Regions from separate parts of the Mus musculus genome. Here regions 1, 2 and 3 are each linked to region 4. Evidence: chromatin contacts called from public Hi-C and promoter capture Hi-C data. All regions are on one chromosome and are shown on one strand. The core of a region is the stretch at or near the end of the contact, and the rest is flanking DNA. Distances in the headings are between cores, read along the strand shown.

Region 1 (4,128 bases), core at 257-2,756, 2.0 Mb before region 4:
TGGAGCAAGTTCCTGACTGGTCGGTCTCAACAGGAACCAGTCAGTTCTCTCTATTCTAACACTAAAGGCGACCTGAAGTAAAATAATGTTAACCAATTAGGTTTGGGGGTTTTGTCTGCTTGTTTTTGTCAACTGTCAGAATTCCACTCCTGCCTTACAAGAACAGTCACTGTGAAATGTCTAATCGGTTTGCTCTTTCACGGGTCATCAGCACTCCATTCTTCATAAAACTAACTTATTCTGCCTCCGTCTATCAGAACACCCATTTTATAGATGAAATGTTGCCCAATTCTAGACTTATACACAAAACAACTATATGAAAATTCTTTGTCTTTTGACACCCTTATGAACATGTTTTCTTTAACCCTGCAATTTAGGTTTGTGGGGATTTAAAGGGCAGGATAAAAAGGACAGCTCAATCATCAGGAAAGCAGCCAAAGATCTGATAGTGTTGAAAACAAAACAAAGGAAGTGGCAATAGGGAGGGGAGTCGAGACAAAAGGGAATTTAGGAAGTGAACTAATAACAGTAGTAAAGAGAAAAAAGACAAAAGCAGGCAGAGCCTGGGTGGGGGTGGGGCACACTCAGACACCGCTTATTTAAAGGCGCCTTATTCAAGTTGGCCTGAAGGCGGTGGCTTTTGTTCACTTAAATTAGCCTTCTGGCCTTTTTAAGACAATTAACTATTCTCTAAAACTCAGCTGCTTTTCATGTCCAGCCTTTCAAGACGCAATACTTGGATAGGACAATCCAAAAGAAAATTAAAAATTACATTAATCTTTTCAAGCTAGGCTAAGGTGTCTTATCCCAGCCTTCTTACAGAAAGCCTCCACGCTCTCTCCAGTTTAGAGGGAAGGCATAAATACAGCTCAACGTTTCCAAATACATCTAATTGACCTATTTTCTTGTTGTTTCCTTTCAACGGAAGCCCCCAGCTTGGGAGGGGATTAATAATAGTTTCACACAAGAAATGGGTACATTTAAAGTTTGAAGAAACTCTAAAAACTGTTCAATTTAAGTGCTTGGAGGCCAAGGCACAGGAGAAGCAACTGGTCACTCAGCCCACCCCCGAGGCCCACGGCCAGACTGGATAAGGACTCGGCTATTGGCGTCACAGGAGGCTGGCGCTGCGGGGACCAGAAGAGGAGCAGCGTCAGCGCTCGCAGGGACAGAAGCCAGAGAGCGAGTTAGACACGCCCACAGGATGGGAGGAGGGCGCCGCGCGAGCGGGTGGGCGGGGCTAGATGACGGCTTCCGGTTTGTGCACTTCCGCTCCACCCGGTTCTCTCCCCCGCCCAGCGCGGCTCCCTGCTGGCTTTCCCAGAAACTGATCAGTGGACACTCCTCGGGGCTGGATGAGTCCCAACCCGAAACTTGTTAGTCCCAGCGTATGCTCTCTGGCGGAAAAGCCGCGGCTTTTCCTAGCTGGGGCAGGGGACACTAACGTCGCTTGTCTGCCGCTCTGCGGTACCACGTGGTCAGCGAGTTGGGTGGAGGTGGGGGGGAAGGAGTTGCCCTGCCTCCCCCAGTTCCCTGGGGCACAGTGCGGCTGTCCAGTCCTGATCTCTCCAGTGCCCTATTGAGTTGTGGTGACGAAGGTCTTACCAGGCTCCCGTAAACCTTGTTAATATCTTCGTAATGACCTGTTTACAAAATTCACTTGCCCCAGAACATTTACCAGCTTTCCTATCAAGAAGATAAAGAACATGTGATGTCATGGCCTTGGCATTTTGAATGTTCCCAAACGCTTTACTGGAGAGCAGAAACAGCTTTCTCTCCCACAGTCCACGTTGGGACTGAGTGTCCGCAAATCCCACACAACACACTAGAAAATAGCATGCTTTACCAATACTATAGGCTGACGTCTAGGTGTCGAGGTTTTAAGTTTAAAGCCGAGCCACGCTGACTACCTATAGTAAAATTGGCATTATAAACGAGTCACTACAGTACCTACAATTATATTTATTTATTTTTTTTTCTCTTTTCAAGACAGGGTGTTTCTATTTCTGGATGCTCTGGGGCTCTGTAGACCAGGGTGGCTGAAACTCAGAGATCTAGCATGCCTCTGTCTCCCAAGTGCTGGGATTTAAAGGCTTGAGCCATCACCACTCGACTGAAATCTTAAAATTTAGGTGTAAACTGTCCTTTTATCTAAATACAAAATAGTAATCCAGCCAGCACTCCACTGATCTCCGGGAACACTGTAACTAGAAACTTGGTTGCTTCTGAGAATCCAAAGATACACATGAAAACAGTGTGAACTACCAAAAGCAATTTTGTTCGTATTCCAATGTACTCATTTCTAAAGTAGCTGAAAAACTTAGGAATGTAAACACCTCTAAATTGTTTATTGACTGGTAGAAAAAAAAATCTTGTTTGTGATGGTTTGGAGGAGCAGTAGATGAGCAACATCTGTTTCTGAAGTATGTATGCCACTAGACAGAAACAAAATAGCCATCACCAATGCAGGACTTTTCTCTCCAGTGAGGTCAATGTTACAGTGTTTACAACTAAGTCCAACTAAAATTTCTTGCAAAGTACCCTCTGATGTGTTTTCAGGAAGTCTTTTCCTTTAGTTACAAAATGAGTATTGTTCAGTATGATGTCACAGTCCTTCCTAAGCTGCAATGTTAGCCTAGTTGCTGTCACAAAAAAGATTTTGGGGGGGGGGGGGGTGAGAATCAGGAAAAATATTTTAGAAACAGCCCATGTTACTACCCAAGTCAGTGACTGCCGTGTCAAAAGTAAATCTCTTATTTTGCAAAGTTAAAACTGAACAACCAAAATTTTTTTAATTAACCCTATTAACAGAATCTTTTAAAAATTTCTACATTCTCATTCCATACGCTCAACCAACGGAGGAAAGATGAAAGGAGTCAGCTTGTCAAATCTGTAATAAATAATTTACATGTAACATGGACTAATTAAGGAAGAGTAAAGAAGCCAGCTCCACTCCTTTCTTTGATGGACAGATCTCTAGATCAACACATACAGCAATTAAGCATATCTCTTAACTAGATCAGTTGTTTAGAGGCTTTGGGAATTTTTAGAAAAGATGGTCCTTGTAGGCTTCAAGGTAAGTGCAGGCCTTTGTAGAGGCTAGGTTATATTCTTAAAGCACTAGGTTGTGCTTTGAACCCAGGCTGGAGAGAATATTGATCTCACTCAGTGGTTCCTCAACCTTCCTAATGCTACAACCCTTTATTACATTCTTCATGTTGTGGTGACCCCCCCAACTATAAAATTATTTTCATTGCTACATTATACTGTAAATGTGCTGCTGTCATAAATTATAATGTAAATATCTCTATTTTCTGATGGTTTTAGGCAACTCTGAAGGGGTCTCAACCCACAGGTTGAGAACCATTGCGCTAAATCCTCTCATGAAGAATAAATTATACAGTCCACAGAGAAACTGGAAATGAGCCTTGGTCTGACCTTAGGTGGAACTATGTCTATTCATGGTAAAGGGACACTTTTGTCATCGACATATGCCGGTGGCCAAAATTCCTTCCAGGGGTAGAAATGGCTTCCCTAATCCACAAGGGAAGCCAGGAAGTCTTCTCTTTCAGTGGGGAAACTATCAGATTCCACATTGTGTGGGGAGAACAAAGTCCCACATGCTGTCCTCCCACCTCCACTCTCATGCCATGCCCTGCCCCCCCCCCACACACACACACACACACGCAGAGCTCTATGTAAGGTCAAAAAAATCATGCCATAAATAGTTAAAATTTTGACAATGTAAAGGTACCAGCCTAGTGAGATGACTCAGCGGTTTAAACTGCTCGCTATGCAAACGTGAAGACTGGAGTTGAGCCAGGCAGTGGTGGCCCACAGCTTTAATCCCAACATTTGGGAGGCAGAAGCAGGCAGATCTCTGAGTTCAAGGCAGGCTTGGTGGAGAGTTCCAGAACAGCCAAATTAACTCAATATCTTGCCGCCTGATGGAAACCATGTGTGCAGGCACAGCATCTTTGGAGTAGTCCTGGAAAAAATGTTTAACGTAAATCTAGTAATAGGGAAACAATCAACCAAATCCAAATGGATTTTTCCATGTACTCATGAAAGCAAAATAACACAGTAAACTAGGGGACTCCTTCTTGGGGCTCAGAAATTGCCACAAAA
Region 2 (4,288 bases), core at 1,561-4,060, 2.0 Mb before region 4:
GGCAAGTCCAAAAACAAAACTAAACAAACAAATAAACATAAAACAAAAAAAAAACAATTTTACACAATATGGAGTAATTTGGAGCAGACACAGCCTAATCCCAACAATGTGGTCAGTATCTCTTTGGTGAGCATGCAATTTAACTGCTTCATGCCTCAAAGTTGAACAGTATCACTGGGCAGTGGTGGCACACACCTTAAATCCCAATACTTGAGAGGCAGAGTCAGGCAGATCTCTGTGAGTTCTAGGCCAGCCTGGCCTACAGAGCGATTTCTAGGACAGCCAGGGCTACACAGAGGAAAAAAAAATGTAATCAGAGCAGCATCTCTCTCCTCTGTCATTATATTGTTGAAAAGATGGGATGAGTCAGAGTGGCCTGGTATTGTGTGTGTTGGCTTCTGCTCTCACTCCATCACGGTTGCTGTCACACTAACCTGCTGTCCACAGTGTGCAGCTAACTGGCATGTTTCTCATGCACTTCAAGCTCTTGAGACTGCAGCTTGCTCTTTAAAGCTGTGTTCACCAATGTGCAGAATTGTGTTCATGGACTATTTACGTTAATTTACTAGACACATACCCTATAGCAAAATATCTACTGGTGCTACAAGATGTTCTGTTAGTCGGTTATATGAGCAGATGCTCCCCGAACAAAAGCTGGGATTATGCACATCTCAAGCTGTTAAGGGCTTTCTGTGGTGAAAAATATTTCAATTCCACTTTACTCAAGAGTGGGGACAACCATCTTATTCATGACTCAAAGACAGTTGGCAAATTAACCTTTAAACAAAAGAAAAAGAAGACACCAAAATCATTCTGAGGACTAATGGCTACTTACTAGATAACACTTAAGTTATGTAGCAGGTCATAGCTCGAATTTTGTCTATTTAAAACCTTAATCGGTTTACACTTGGCCCAAGCCCTCGTGATTCACACACGGCATGATATTTCGACACTGTGGGGACTCTCAGGGAGTTGGCTGGGCTGAGACAGAAATATTCACAGCAGGTTCTACAGCTACCAACAAAATCTGTTTGGAGTCCTGTGAAGAGAAAAGCGTTTTAAATGTCTGTCTGAAATCTTTAGATTCTTTTGGGGTTTTGTTTTGTTTTTCTTTGCTTTCTTACTAAATGGCTGGGGCTGGAGAGATAGCTCAGCAGTTCAGAGCACTTATCTCGAGAATGGAGGTTTGAATCTTAGCATCCACATTGTGGCTGGCAGCCACTTGTAACTTTTTGTCCAAGGGCATTTGATACCCTCCTCTGGCTTCTTCGGGCCCCAGGCACGCACATGATGCACCGACATACGTGTAGGCAAAGTACTTATACACATAAAACAAAATAAAAATAAATTTTTATTATTAAATTAATTAAATAATAAATTAAGCTGAATGACTGAGACTTGGGTCACGTGGAGTCTTAATAACCCAGCAGTGCTATTCCCTAACGACTTGTCTCAGCTGTGGCTACGTTTGAGCCGCTCTCATTTTATTGGGTCCAGCAATTTAATCATATCTGCCAATTTCCCTTTGGTTCATTCCTAGGAAAGGTCGGCTCTGGACTACTGAAACAACACAGTTCAAAGGAAGCAGGAACACACTACAATCCTCCTTCAGTGACAAGGCAGTTGTGAAGGAAGAAGAGGCTTGCCTTTCCCCACACAAAAGAATAATAAGATAATCTTCTGTCTCACAGGAATATTTTTCAGATAGCCACTGAGTTAAATGAAGCTAGCCACAGTGTCATGGGCTTGTCATCCCAACATGCAAGAGGCACATGGGTGGCAAATTTCAGGCTAACCTGAACTACATGCACATAAAGACTTTGCCTCAAAACAAAAGATAAAATTAAATAGATGCTAAAATAAATGAAAGTGTAGATGTCACAGAGTAGAGATGATTCTTTAAGAGAGAGAGAGAGGGAGGGAGGGAGAGAGAGAGAGAGAGAGAGAGAGAGAGAGAGATGGGGTTTCTCTGTGTAGCCCTGTTTGTCCTAGAACTCACTCTGTAAACCAGGCTGGCTTCCAACTTAGAGATTCCCCCTGCCTCTGCTGCATCACAAGTGCTGGGAATAAAGGCCTGGGCTACCCAATGAGATTGGATTTGGTTGGGGGTTGGGATTTAGAAACAGTCTCACTATATAGCCCATGTTGACCTGGAACTTGCTTGGCATTCTCCTGCCTCCATCTCCTAGTGCTGGTTTAACAGGCTGGTGACACCACACTTATGTCTCATGATACTCTTCTACTTGGGAAGATTGTTCACAGAGACACCACAAACATAGATAACAATGTTTTCTAGTTCTTCCAAGTTTAGACTTCTGTCTGATTCAAAGCCAGTGATGCTAAATTCATATTGGCCACTAGATGGTGCGAGTATGTTACATACTAAGTTGTCTTAACCAGCGGAGCATTTATTTACATGAAAAAATAAGACTTATTTAATACACTTATGGTGCCTCTAAAGAAAAATACTGAGCCAGACGGTGGTGGTACATGTCTTTAATCCCAGGACTTGGGAGGCAGAGGCAGGAGGATCTCTGAGTTCAAGGCCAGCCTGATCTATAGAGTGAGTTCTAGGATAGCTAAGGCTACACAGAGAAACCCCATCTCAAAAACACTCACACACAAACAAACAAAAACTGATTAATAACAAGATAAAGAGTTGAACACAAGCTTTAATTTCTGCCCTACCCCAACCTAAAAGGAAAGGAAAAGTTATAAATGAATACTGTGCCCTGTACAGCCTCGGTACAGCCACATACAGAAACACTGGGGCTTTTGCAAGAAGCTACGGCAGGATGTTTTATGCAGAAATTAGGAAGTAACTCATTATGGAAGACCTGGCTTCCAGAGCACAGGTCTCTAATCTAGGAGGGAGGGAAAGAGTGGAGGAGACTAGTGGAGCTACTCAGTGAGGCACAGTACTCACAGTTCTATAAGGATGAAAGGAGGCTGTTGACAGAGGGATTGCCAGGGAGGAACGGAACGGAACAAAAGGCAGCTGCAAATTCTGCTTGTTGCTACAACCTTACAATGGATATTATGATCCTCTTAGAAATTATAGATGTGTGTTAGTGATAGATTCATTAGTTTTTTAAATTTTGTGTTTTTGTTTGTTTGTTTGTTTGTTTGTTTTTCTTTTGTTTTGATTTTCATTTGAGATAGGGTCTTTCTACATAGTAATATATATCTACATAGTAGATATATATATCCTGGAATTCACTAAGTAGATCAGGTTGGTCTCTACTCACAAAGATCCTCCTGCCTTTGCCTCCTGAGTGCTAGGGTTAAACAAAGGTCTACACCACCATGCCCAGCTAAACTAGGCATCTTTGAGAAACAAGATCATATTTGACCCTTGATAGACTCTTGAGTCTAAATCTTTTAATACTATACTTTTGGAGGCCGGTGGAAAAAAATTAAATGGGGACTATATTTTTTAAATATTGTGGCAACATTAAATTTCTTAGAAATTATAAACATGTTGTAGCTAGTATATTTATAATTGCCAACAACTGGGGCTAGAGAAATGGCTTAATGGTTAAGAGCACTGACTGCTCTTCTAGAGGTCCTGAGTTTAATTCCTGGCAACCACATGGCTGCTCACAACCACCTGTAATGGGACCGATGCGCTCTTCTGGCGTGTCTGAAGACAGCTACAGTGTACACATACATGTAAAATAAATAAAATCTAAAAAACATTGCCAGAAGCTTTCTTTTTTAAAAATATTTATTTATTTATTTATTTATATGCATATGAGTGATCTGTCTTCATACATTCCAGAAGAGGGCAAAGGACTGCATTACAGATGGTTGTGAGCCACCATGTGGTTGCTGGGAATTGAACTCAGGACCTCTGGAAGAGCAGCCAGTGCTCTTAACTGCTGAGCCATCTCTCCAGACCCTGGCAGCAACTTTCTACTCCAAATAATGAGTTTACTGCTGAAACATAACTTCTATGAAAACTCCCACTAAGTCAAAGCTGGAAGTGAAAAGGGCTCTCATCAGTTTCACCATTACTGGGGACACTGATATGAAGACGTTCACCATTACTAGACATCTGATGGACAGCTATAGAAATCTGAGATCAGCAGATGTGTGGCTAGCACTGAAGCCCCAGCACACAGAAACCTCATCCCAACCATTTTATAACAGGTGATCTCATGCTGACTGTGTTTTCCTGCCTGCTGGCATAGGTAGATTTGAAACTGGAATCTCTAAGAATGTGTAGACCTGTGTCAACACCATTTTGGCTTATGCACTGGGTATGAAACAATTAAGTACCAACGTA
Region 3 (4,184 bases), core at 787-3,286, 2.3 Mb before region 4:
TGGTATTGCTTGTCATTGTTTCTGAGACTCATGAGGAGTACCAGGGCTATTTGTCTGCATAGGGCACTAATTTTCTAGAATAATCTACAACAAAACATCACTGCTCCCGTCAGAAATTTGACTTAAGAACCCGAATTACTAGGCTCCAATGTTCTTCCTGTTTTGTTAGCTTTTAAGAGTATACCAAAGGGGCCCTCATCAGTTGGGAGTTTTATGGAGTTCATGTGGGGCTTTGACAAGTTGCACAGTCTGAATAGTCCCTTTCTTGTGTGGTCCTGGGGGACTGGATAAAGCCGTCATCTACTCCCTCTGACTCCTGCGCCTGACTTTATAAAGCATGCCCCCCTTGACCTTCACTGTGGAACTAAACTGGGATGAGGGAACCCTGAAGGGATTCTGCTGAGTCTGCAGGAGATCCAATTAGGCTCCAGTCAACTCAGAAGGAGCAGAGGGGGAGGAGTCGGCCAAGGGGCTGGGAAAGTCGCTGAAGTTAGCCAGGGCCCTGAAATAGTCGGAGGAAACAGGAGCTGGCCTAAAGAAAGTGACGGGATAAAATTAGAAGACTTGGAAATCCCTAACGGAGGGACTCGGGGCAGCGAGGAGGGTCACTGTTAAACACCTGCCAATGGACTCCTTCAATATCTGGTCGGATCCGGTATCAGGAACCTCTGACGTCAACTTCCAGACTGATGGTTTAAATCCTCGTTTTTTTCTTTTGGGTTCCTCGGGCTTGGAAATACTTTTAAAAGGCAATGAGCCTGCCTGGCGTGGTGTGAGCTCTGTGAGTGTGCCTATGAAAAGTACTGGGGCTCTGAGTGTGAGGGTCCCCACAAAAGCTTGCCTCTAGGGACAGAGCCGACCGTGGGCTTACCTGCGGGCAGCCAGTGGCGGGCGACCCAGCTCTGCACGGCGCTCAGGTCGGCGCGCGTCCGCCGCAGTTCCTCCAGCACAGCGCCTAGGCCAGGCACTGTCGCCTCGGGTCGCCGCGCCTCCGCGTCCTCCAGGCGCGCCAGCCTGAGGCTCGCGTCACGGCTCTCCTGCAGCAGCGGCTCCAGCGCCCGCACCAGCCTGGCGTCTGCGGGGCCACCGGCTGCGCACGGCCTCGCCATGCCGCCCGCCAGCCGCCCCAGCTCTGCCCGCAGCCGCTGCAGCTCTCCACGGAGGACGTCGTCGGTGGCCTGCAACAGCATGCCCTCCCGCATCTGCGAGTTCTCCAGCATGATGAACAGCTTGTCCCACTCCGAGTGCTCCTGGCGGCAGTCGCATGGCGTGGCTAGAACGCAGGACACACACAAGTGTTATCAGCTTGTCCTGGGTGGCCATGGGTTGCACTCTTGGTGACTCCAAGTTTCAGCCTGTCCCCAGCAACCGCTCTCCTTCTAAGGATAGCTCTGAAAACAGCGTGCGTGTAAACTCAAAGATGACACAGGACTATTCTTTATAGGACATGTTAAACTAACTGAGAAAATGCCATTAATATAGCTAAAAACAGTTAAAGATTTCGTATAACTTAACTCATCATAAATGTTACAAAAATAATTTAAAACCTCTGGCTTTTCTCAGATAGTCCTTGCTTTCTTGCTTTCCTTTTTTCCCCCAGTCCTTGCTTTCACAAATAAAGTATAATTTTAGCTTGCTTCATTGGCTATCTATGTTAATTATGTTAATCGCGCCCCCCAAAAAGTGAGTTATGTAGTTTTGATACGCTGAGAGAGTTAAAAATGAACTTACGGTCCTCGGTGGGATGAAGTCCATTGTCTATTTCGTTGTCCAAATTCACATACATGAGCTCGTAGTCATCCGAGGTCTCAGCCACTACTGCAGACCAGAGAGCACAAAGCAGGATCGCAGGGAGGTGCATTGCTGGAGAGGCGAAATTTGCTTCGCAGCCGCAGGGGAAGAAGCGAGACTCTACAGTGATCCGAGTTTGAGCCCGGGAGAGATAGTGTGAGGCAGGAGTGAAGCCCTTAATAAACGCTCCAAAGCATGAGCGGGATGAATGACTAATGTCGGTGGCACAGCGCGAGGGAGTTCCCCTGGATTTGGGGGAGGGGGTTGGGTGGGAGGGCAAGGGAGCTGAAGAGGTTGCACAATGTTAAACCACCGAGGTCCACACTGCAGGCAGATTAATTAGAGGCGAGTCAGGGGGAGAAGGGGAGGGAAGCTGGACTTTTCTGGTGCCCCTGAGGATTAGTTGCTGTAACCTGAAGTGCTAGCGCTTTGGGGGGTGAGGAGCACAGAGGTACAGGGCGAATTATCATTTTGGCATTTGGTGTGAGCTTTCATTACTCCACAACCCCTGAAGTTATGGAAAACTTTTTTTTTTCACTTTTCCTTTGGATACTTTCTCAAGACCAAGCTATAGAAAATGATTCCGTGACTCCAAAATAACCCATTAAGAATTTTTATGACTCTAGAAGTCAATCTTGACTAACTAGTCTTGACTCCTCTGGTGGAGCAACTAAAAAACACAGTATGGCTGGGTCAAAACCCAGTAAAACAGGAAAGTGAGGGCGGGAATATAGTGGCTTTAGGTGCTTGGGTATTCTTGACATATCCTATCAAGGTCCTGTTTTAAATTTACATTAGTGACTGTGTGTGTGTGTGTGTGTGTGTGTGTGTGTGTGTGTGTGTAAAACCTGCCCCCTCCCCCAGTGCAAAGTACCTAGATAGGTGTTGATAAGTCATAATAATAGTGATAAAAAATTAAAACATTTGAATAAACTCCAAATAAAGCAAGATCTAAAAAACTACACAGATCTAGAGGGAACCACTCCCAGAGGATACCCCTGAGCTGATACAAGTCTCCAATATACAAAGGAGATGGAGGGGGAGGGTTACCAGTCACATCCTGATCATGATGGCAGGGCTACTACCCTCAGGCCAGGCCTCTCAGAAGGCTGCCTCTTGGATTTCCATAGGTAAATTCCTCTGCTCCTGACAGAGACTCATGAGTGGCTTTCCTGGCCTGAGTGCCCTCACGCATCTGGAATGCACATGCATGTACCATCCACCACAATAAAAATGAATCCACAGTTAAACATAGCTAGACACGGAGGGAACAGGGCATCATAAGCATGAATCAACACAAAGTCAAAAGGCATCAGGCCCCTGCTCAAGAGCTTCACTTATTTGAGATCACGGCTAAAGACAGGGTATGTTTGAAACCGTTAAAGCCATCAGAAAGCGATGGCAATATGAGACAATACGATATTGTTTAAAGGGCAGTGTGGAGCCACAGCTTTGTAAGGTGCTTTTCTCCTAAGGCTGTGGGCTCGAGTTCAGTTTCTAGAGTCCACATTAAGAAACCTGATGTGGTGCTGTGAGGTCCTAATGCCAGTACAGAGAGCCTCTGGGATCCCTGGCTAAACAGCTAAGCCTATTGGGCAAGTTAAGGCCCACGAGAGACCCTGTCTGAAAAAGCAATGTGGAAGAACTGGATAAAAATGCTTACTGTTCTTTCAATGTCTGTGGATTGTAGCATAGTTACCTGTACTGTATGGCTAATGTCCAATTACAAATGAGCACATACCATGTGTGTCTTTCTGGGCCTGGGTTACCTCACTCAGGATGATCTTTTCTAGTTCCATCCATTTGCCTGCAAATTTCACGATGTCTTTGTTTTTAATAGCTGAGTAATATCGCATTGTGTAAATGTACCACACTTGATCCATTCTTCAGTTGATGGACACCTGAGTTGTTTCTAGTTTCTGACTATTACAAATAAGGCTGCTATAACATAGTAGAGCAGGTGTTTCTGTAGTTTGGTGGAGCATTTTTTGAGTATATGCCCATGAGTGGTATGGCTAGATCTGGACTTCAGAAGACAGAAGATAACAAGTCTGAGTGATTTCGGGCCCTTTTTCTGATGGTTTCTTCTGGAAGCTATAGAAAATAATGTCTTTCAGTCATAGAGTACATTAACAAAATGGTGCCCTGGGGTAGAGGGGCAAACAGGAAGAATAAAGGTAAGAGGCCAATTTGAATGAAAACCAGCATAATAGCGAATGGAATAAAATAGTTTGCAAAGAGTTCTGCATGTAATTAATTTATTCATGTAAAATTATAAGGCAAGAAAACGGCTCTAAGATGATAATGGATGCACACATGTAATTAAGGTAGAAAACCCTTCACAACAATGAGAAATACTAACTTCACAGGGATGATGACCTCTGAGGAGAAAA
Region 4 (4,055 bases), core at 138-2,637:
CTCAGCGTTCAGGAGTAAGAGGCAGGTGGATCTCTGTAAGATCAAGTCCAGCCCGGTCTACAGAGTGAGTTTCATGCCAGTAAGGACCATACAGTAAGATCCTGTTGAAAAAAATAGAGACTTTTGGTCTCACATAGATAACACTATAAACTGTTTTCCACTCCAATTTTTGAGACAGAGACTTGCTATATATCCATGGATGGCCAGGAACTCGTTTTATAGACTAGTCTGGATTACAAGCATGCACCACCACAACCAACTCTGTTCCTCTCTTTAACAAAGATTAGAAGACTTCATGGTCACTGTGTTCTTTCATTGAAGTATATCAGACTAGGTGTGGTGGCTCATGTATAGAATCCTAGGACTCTAGAAGTTAAGGCAGGAGTATGGCCATAAGTTTGAGACCAGCCTGGGTACATATGCTAGCTTATGTAACCCAGGACTCAGTATCAATACAATGAAAATGAAAGACGAATAATAATAATAATAATAATAATAATAATAAGCAAAGTCTCACATTTCTATGACCATACAAGAGCTGGAGAGAAGGGGGAGGAGAGGAAAAGGAAGGACCCAGGGAGAAATGAGAAGAGAACATGGGAAATTAGCTAAGTGGTTAATAAGCTGTAGAAATCAGAAAAGTGGGAAGGCAGCAAATCCACAAGGGAATTTATGGTTTGTTTTTGTTTTTAATGAAGAAAGCATGTACTATTACACTTGAAATGGCATTTGAAAAACTGGCCAATTATGAATCCAATAAAATTCTTGGAAAACTTATTTCTTTGTTATCACTGAAATACTAAATCTAGTATCTCAACATTTCAAGCTCTAAGAGCTTCCAACGATTCACCAAAACTCGAAGAAGTGCGTCGTTATGCACTTAAAATGCATAACCATGGATGACATGAAAGGAGAAAGGTGGTTTCGAGACGTTTCCATTGGCAAAAAAATAAGATGCAGCAGACTGAAATTTACCTCCTTCACTCTGTGTATCTAGCGTTCCCCTACATTTCTTCCTTGACATTGGGGGAAATGGACAGCCTTATTCGTTCTGTGTATTAGGTAGGAGTGTTTCCATTTAGTCGGGCATAAAGGACCCACAACCTGACACCAAAGCTTAGTAACTGCAGGTTCACAAAGCAGCATTATTACCCAACTACAAGCCTGGAAGTTATGTACTGAATTAAATAAGTACAAACTCGCCTACAGACCTTGTGCAATGTTATCACCAAGGCCTAGGCCAATCCAGAAAACCCGCGCTCACGTGGCGACGAGGGCCCAATGGCCGAGGCACACGAGTTCCATGCAAGCGCATGCGCAAACGGAACCGGGTTTGTTAAGACGTTCCGTCCTGGACGCTCGGTACGCTGGCGTTATTCCTCCCTCGGGGTTAGAATCGAGGGAATTAATGGTTCCTAGCAAACGTTGCTCGCGGTCGCCGCCACCGGAACTTGTTCTGATTCGCTGGCTCCGTCGGGAGGCACGGAACCCATTTTGGCAGGGAACCACTTCCCGAAGCGCGAGGCAGGAAGTTATCCTTTACCTCTGGTGTCTACTGAGGAGGGTGCCCGCTGCAGTGTCAGCTGGTGGACGGGCAAGAGAGCGTTCGAGTCCCCGCTGCAGTTAAGAGCCAGACTCCGTCGCAGCGCCACGGCACGCTCCGCCAGCCTCAAGCCGGGTGCGGCTGCACGGGGAGCTCTTGCCGGCTCCCTGAAGTCGCTCCTGTGGGCAGCGACCCAGGCTTCGCCTGGGCCACCTGCCAGGGATCTGGCTCCCTGCTGCAAAACAGCGACCAGTCTCTCCGCGTCCGCCCTCCCGGCGTTGAACCACCGTGACCCGGGTCCAGAGAGACTGCCTTGGACCTGGGACTAGACTGATCAAAACGCCAGCCTCAGGCCCCCACACACCGGGCTCTGCGTCGTCTCTGATATGTCACCGACCATCTCCCACAAGGACAGCAGTCGGCAGCGGCGGTCAGGCATGTTTAGCCACGCTCTGGATATGAAGAGTGGCCCGCTGCCACCGGGCGGCTGGGATGACAGTCGCCGAGACTCGGTGGGCGGGGAGGGGGACCGGGAAGTTCTTCTAGGTGATGCCGGCCCTGGTGACTTACCTAAAGCCCCGCGGAGCTATAGATCCGAACTAAGTAGCATTTTGTTACTACTCTTTCTTTACGTGCTTCAGGGCATTCCCTTAGGCCTGGCGGGGAGCATCCCCCTCATTTTGCAAAGCAAAAATGTTAGCTATACAGATCAGGCTTTCTTCAGTTTTGTCTTCTGGCCATTCAGTCTTAAGTTGCTCTGGGCTCCCTTGGTTGATGCCGTCTACTTTAAGAACTTTGGTCGTCGCAAGTCCTGGCTTGTCCCTACTCAGTATACACTAGGAATCTTCATGATATATTTATCCACTCAAGTGGACCGTTTGCTCGGAAATATTGATGGCAGAACACCGGATGTAGTTGCTCTCACTGTGACATTCTTCTTGTTTGAATTCCTGGCTGCCACACAGGACATCGCTGTGGATGGTTGGGCATTAACTATGTTATCCCGGGAAAACGTGGGCTATGCTTCGACATGCAATTCTGTGGGCCAAACAGCTGGCTACTTTTTGGGCAATGTTTTATTTTTGGCTCTTGAATCTGCTGACTTTTGTAACAAATACTTGCGGTTTCAGCCTCAACCCAGGGGAATCGTTACCCTTTCAGGTAGTGTACTTAAAACTATTATACTGTTAGGTTTATTTTATGCTTATGAATGCTTTTGATGAAACATCAGATGGGAGCTCTCATTTGTTTGCATACATTTTTTACTTTTAATGATGCACAAGATATTTTACTTCATTTCCCTTTCAAATTAACACAATATTGGATTCCATTATGAGATTTTCATACTTTGCTCACAATCACTTCCATAACACAGCCTTGTTCTCTACATCTACCTCCTAGTCGTCTTCCTTTAAACAGTTCACACACACATTTTTCTTTTCCTTCCAGATTCTTTCTAGAAGAGAAACCATTTGATGTTTGTCCTTCTGCTTGCTTTTGAATTTTTTCTGAATTCTGTTTACAGGATTTTTAAAAGGCTCTATATATCCAGCTTGAGACACAGTCCTGCTTCACCCTCCCGAGTGCTAATATTACAAGCATGTGCCACTACAGCTGGCTTTTTAAATTTTACTGGGAACTTATATGATAGATACCTAAGTATGTTTTCTGTTTTATTAAAGTGTGCTTCTTTCAAGTATTCCTTATGTCAGCCTATTAACACAGTCATATTGATCAGTACTCTTTAGTGAATAGGAAAAAAGCAACCGATAGAATCACAAAATTTCTGAATTAAAGATCCATGGACATTTGCCTGACACAGAAGTATACATTTTAAAATGTGGGTCATATGGTTCACATTTTTTCTTTTGTGTTTTGGTGAATGTTTTCTTGCTTTTCAATCTTTTTCCACCTTTATTTCACAAGTAGTCCCCATTTACCCATCTACTGAATGGGAAGAGTATTTAATATAAGCATTCTGGAATTGGCTAAGTGGCAGGATTCTGAGGACCTACTGCAAATAAAGACTGTCTGTGCAAACTAGGAACAGTAGAGATGAACATTGCTGAGGCCCAGAATAGCCGGCCAGTGACCATGGTAGAGATAACAGTTGACTTTATTATTAGTTAAACCTTTATGTAAGCTGGTGTGATTTTTTTTTCTTTTTATTTATTTATTTTTGGTATAACTGGAATTTGAACTTTGTTCTCCAGAAGATTCTAAAATAGCTTACTTTAATTAATTTCTATCCATAGTTGACTTATGATTTAGTCTAAAACATTTTAAGTTAAAGAGTTTTTAATTTTAATGCTTACACATAACCACATTACTAGTTTTGAGGTTTCTGTAATTTGGTAATAACATAACTATATTCTGTGTATTCTGTTTCTGTTTGTGTGTTCCTGGTTCTGGGAAATGAACCTAGTACTTCTACATAAAAGGGAAGCCATCTTCTACTGTGCTAAGTCTCAATCCCATTATTAACCAGTGGGACTTTTTCCTTTTTTTCCTC

What was found. Promoter capture Hi-C pulls out the DNA fragments that hold promoters and counts their contacts. Hi-C and Micro-C count contacts between places; a contact is called where the count stands out from the background.
Region 1: a contact with region 4 is called in a Hi-C map of B cells, with 10 read pairs. The contact joins the enhancer-like site here to the promoter of Slc33a1 in region 4. A contact is called at or near these places in 5 of 39 promoter capture datasets (3T3-L1-derived adipocytes, the C10 cell line, liver and 1 more), 4 of 484 Hi-C or Micro-C datasets (B cells, CD4 T cells, CD8 T cells and 1 more) and 8 of 115 datasets of contacts at active chromatin or transcription factors (Th17 cells, bone marrow-derived dendritic cells, embryonic stem cells and 5 more).
Region 2: a contact with region 4 is called in a promoter capture Hi-C map of hematopoietic stem and progenitor cells, with 6 times the contacts expected there. The contact joins the enhancer-like site here to the promoter of Slc33a1 in region 4. A contact is called at or near these places in 7 of 39 promoter capture datasets (3T3-L1-derived adipocytes, the C10 cell line, hematopoietic stem and progenitor cells and 3 more) and 1 of 9 other capture datasets (adipose tissue).
Region 3: a contact with region 4 is called in a promoter capture Hi-C map of hippocampal neurons, with 6 times the contacts expected there. The contact joins the promoter of Ptx3 here to the promoter of Slc33a1 in region 4. A contact is called at or near these places in 3 of 39 promoter capture datasets (cranial neural crest, hippocampal neurons and liver) and 2 of 115 datasets of contacts at active chromatin or transcription factors (astrocytes and bone marrow-derived dendritic cells).

Annotation. Positions count from the first base shown.
Region 1 is chr3:65,971,944-65,976,071 of GRCm38.p6, reverse strand. No RefSeq gene overlaps it. Among named protein-coding and RNA genes, the nearest start is that of Ccnl1, 16 kb to the right of the region's middle. Within about 2 kb of position 1,506, at least 437 of the 459 cell types and tissues checked have an H3K27ac peak or open chromatin away from gene starts, as enhancers often do. A contact at or near this core is called in 3T3-L1-derived adipocytes, B cells, CD8 T cells and 11 more, where this site is marked.
Region 2 is chr3:65,989,258-65,993,545 of GRCm38.p6, reverse strand. It overlaps the pseudogene Gm19024. Among named protein-coding and RNA genes, the nearest start is that of Ccnl1, 33 kb to the right of the region's middle. Within about 2 kb of position 2,810, at least 35 of the 459 cell types and tissues checked have an H3K27ac peak or open chromatin away from gene starts, as enhancers often do. A contact at or near this core is called in 3T3-L1-derived adipocytes, adipose tissue, hematopoietic stem and progenitor cells and 1 more, where this site is marked.
Region 3 is chr3:66,217,739-66,221,922 of GRCm38.p6, reverse strand. Ptx3 (pentraxin related gene) reads right to left here and starts at 2,036. Exons shown (of 3, transcript NM_008987.3): 1 at 1,732-2,036; 2 at 872-1,273. The coding sequence starts at 1,861. All of the region lies in intron 4 of Veph1 (ventricular zone expressed PH domain-containing 1), which reads left to right.
Region 4 is chr3:63,962,065-63,966,119 of GRCm38.p6, reverse strand. It overlaps Slc33a1 (solute carrier family 33 (acetyl-CoA transporter), member 1), which reads left to right and starts at 1,387. Exons shown (of 6, transcript NM_015728.5): 1 at 1,387-2,704. The coding sequence starts at 1,930. It also overlaps a transcript of Gmps not described here.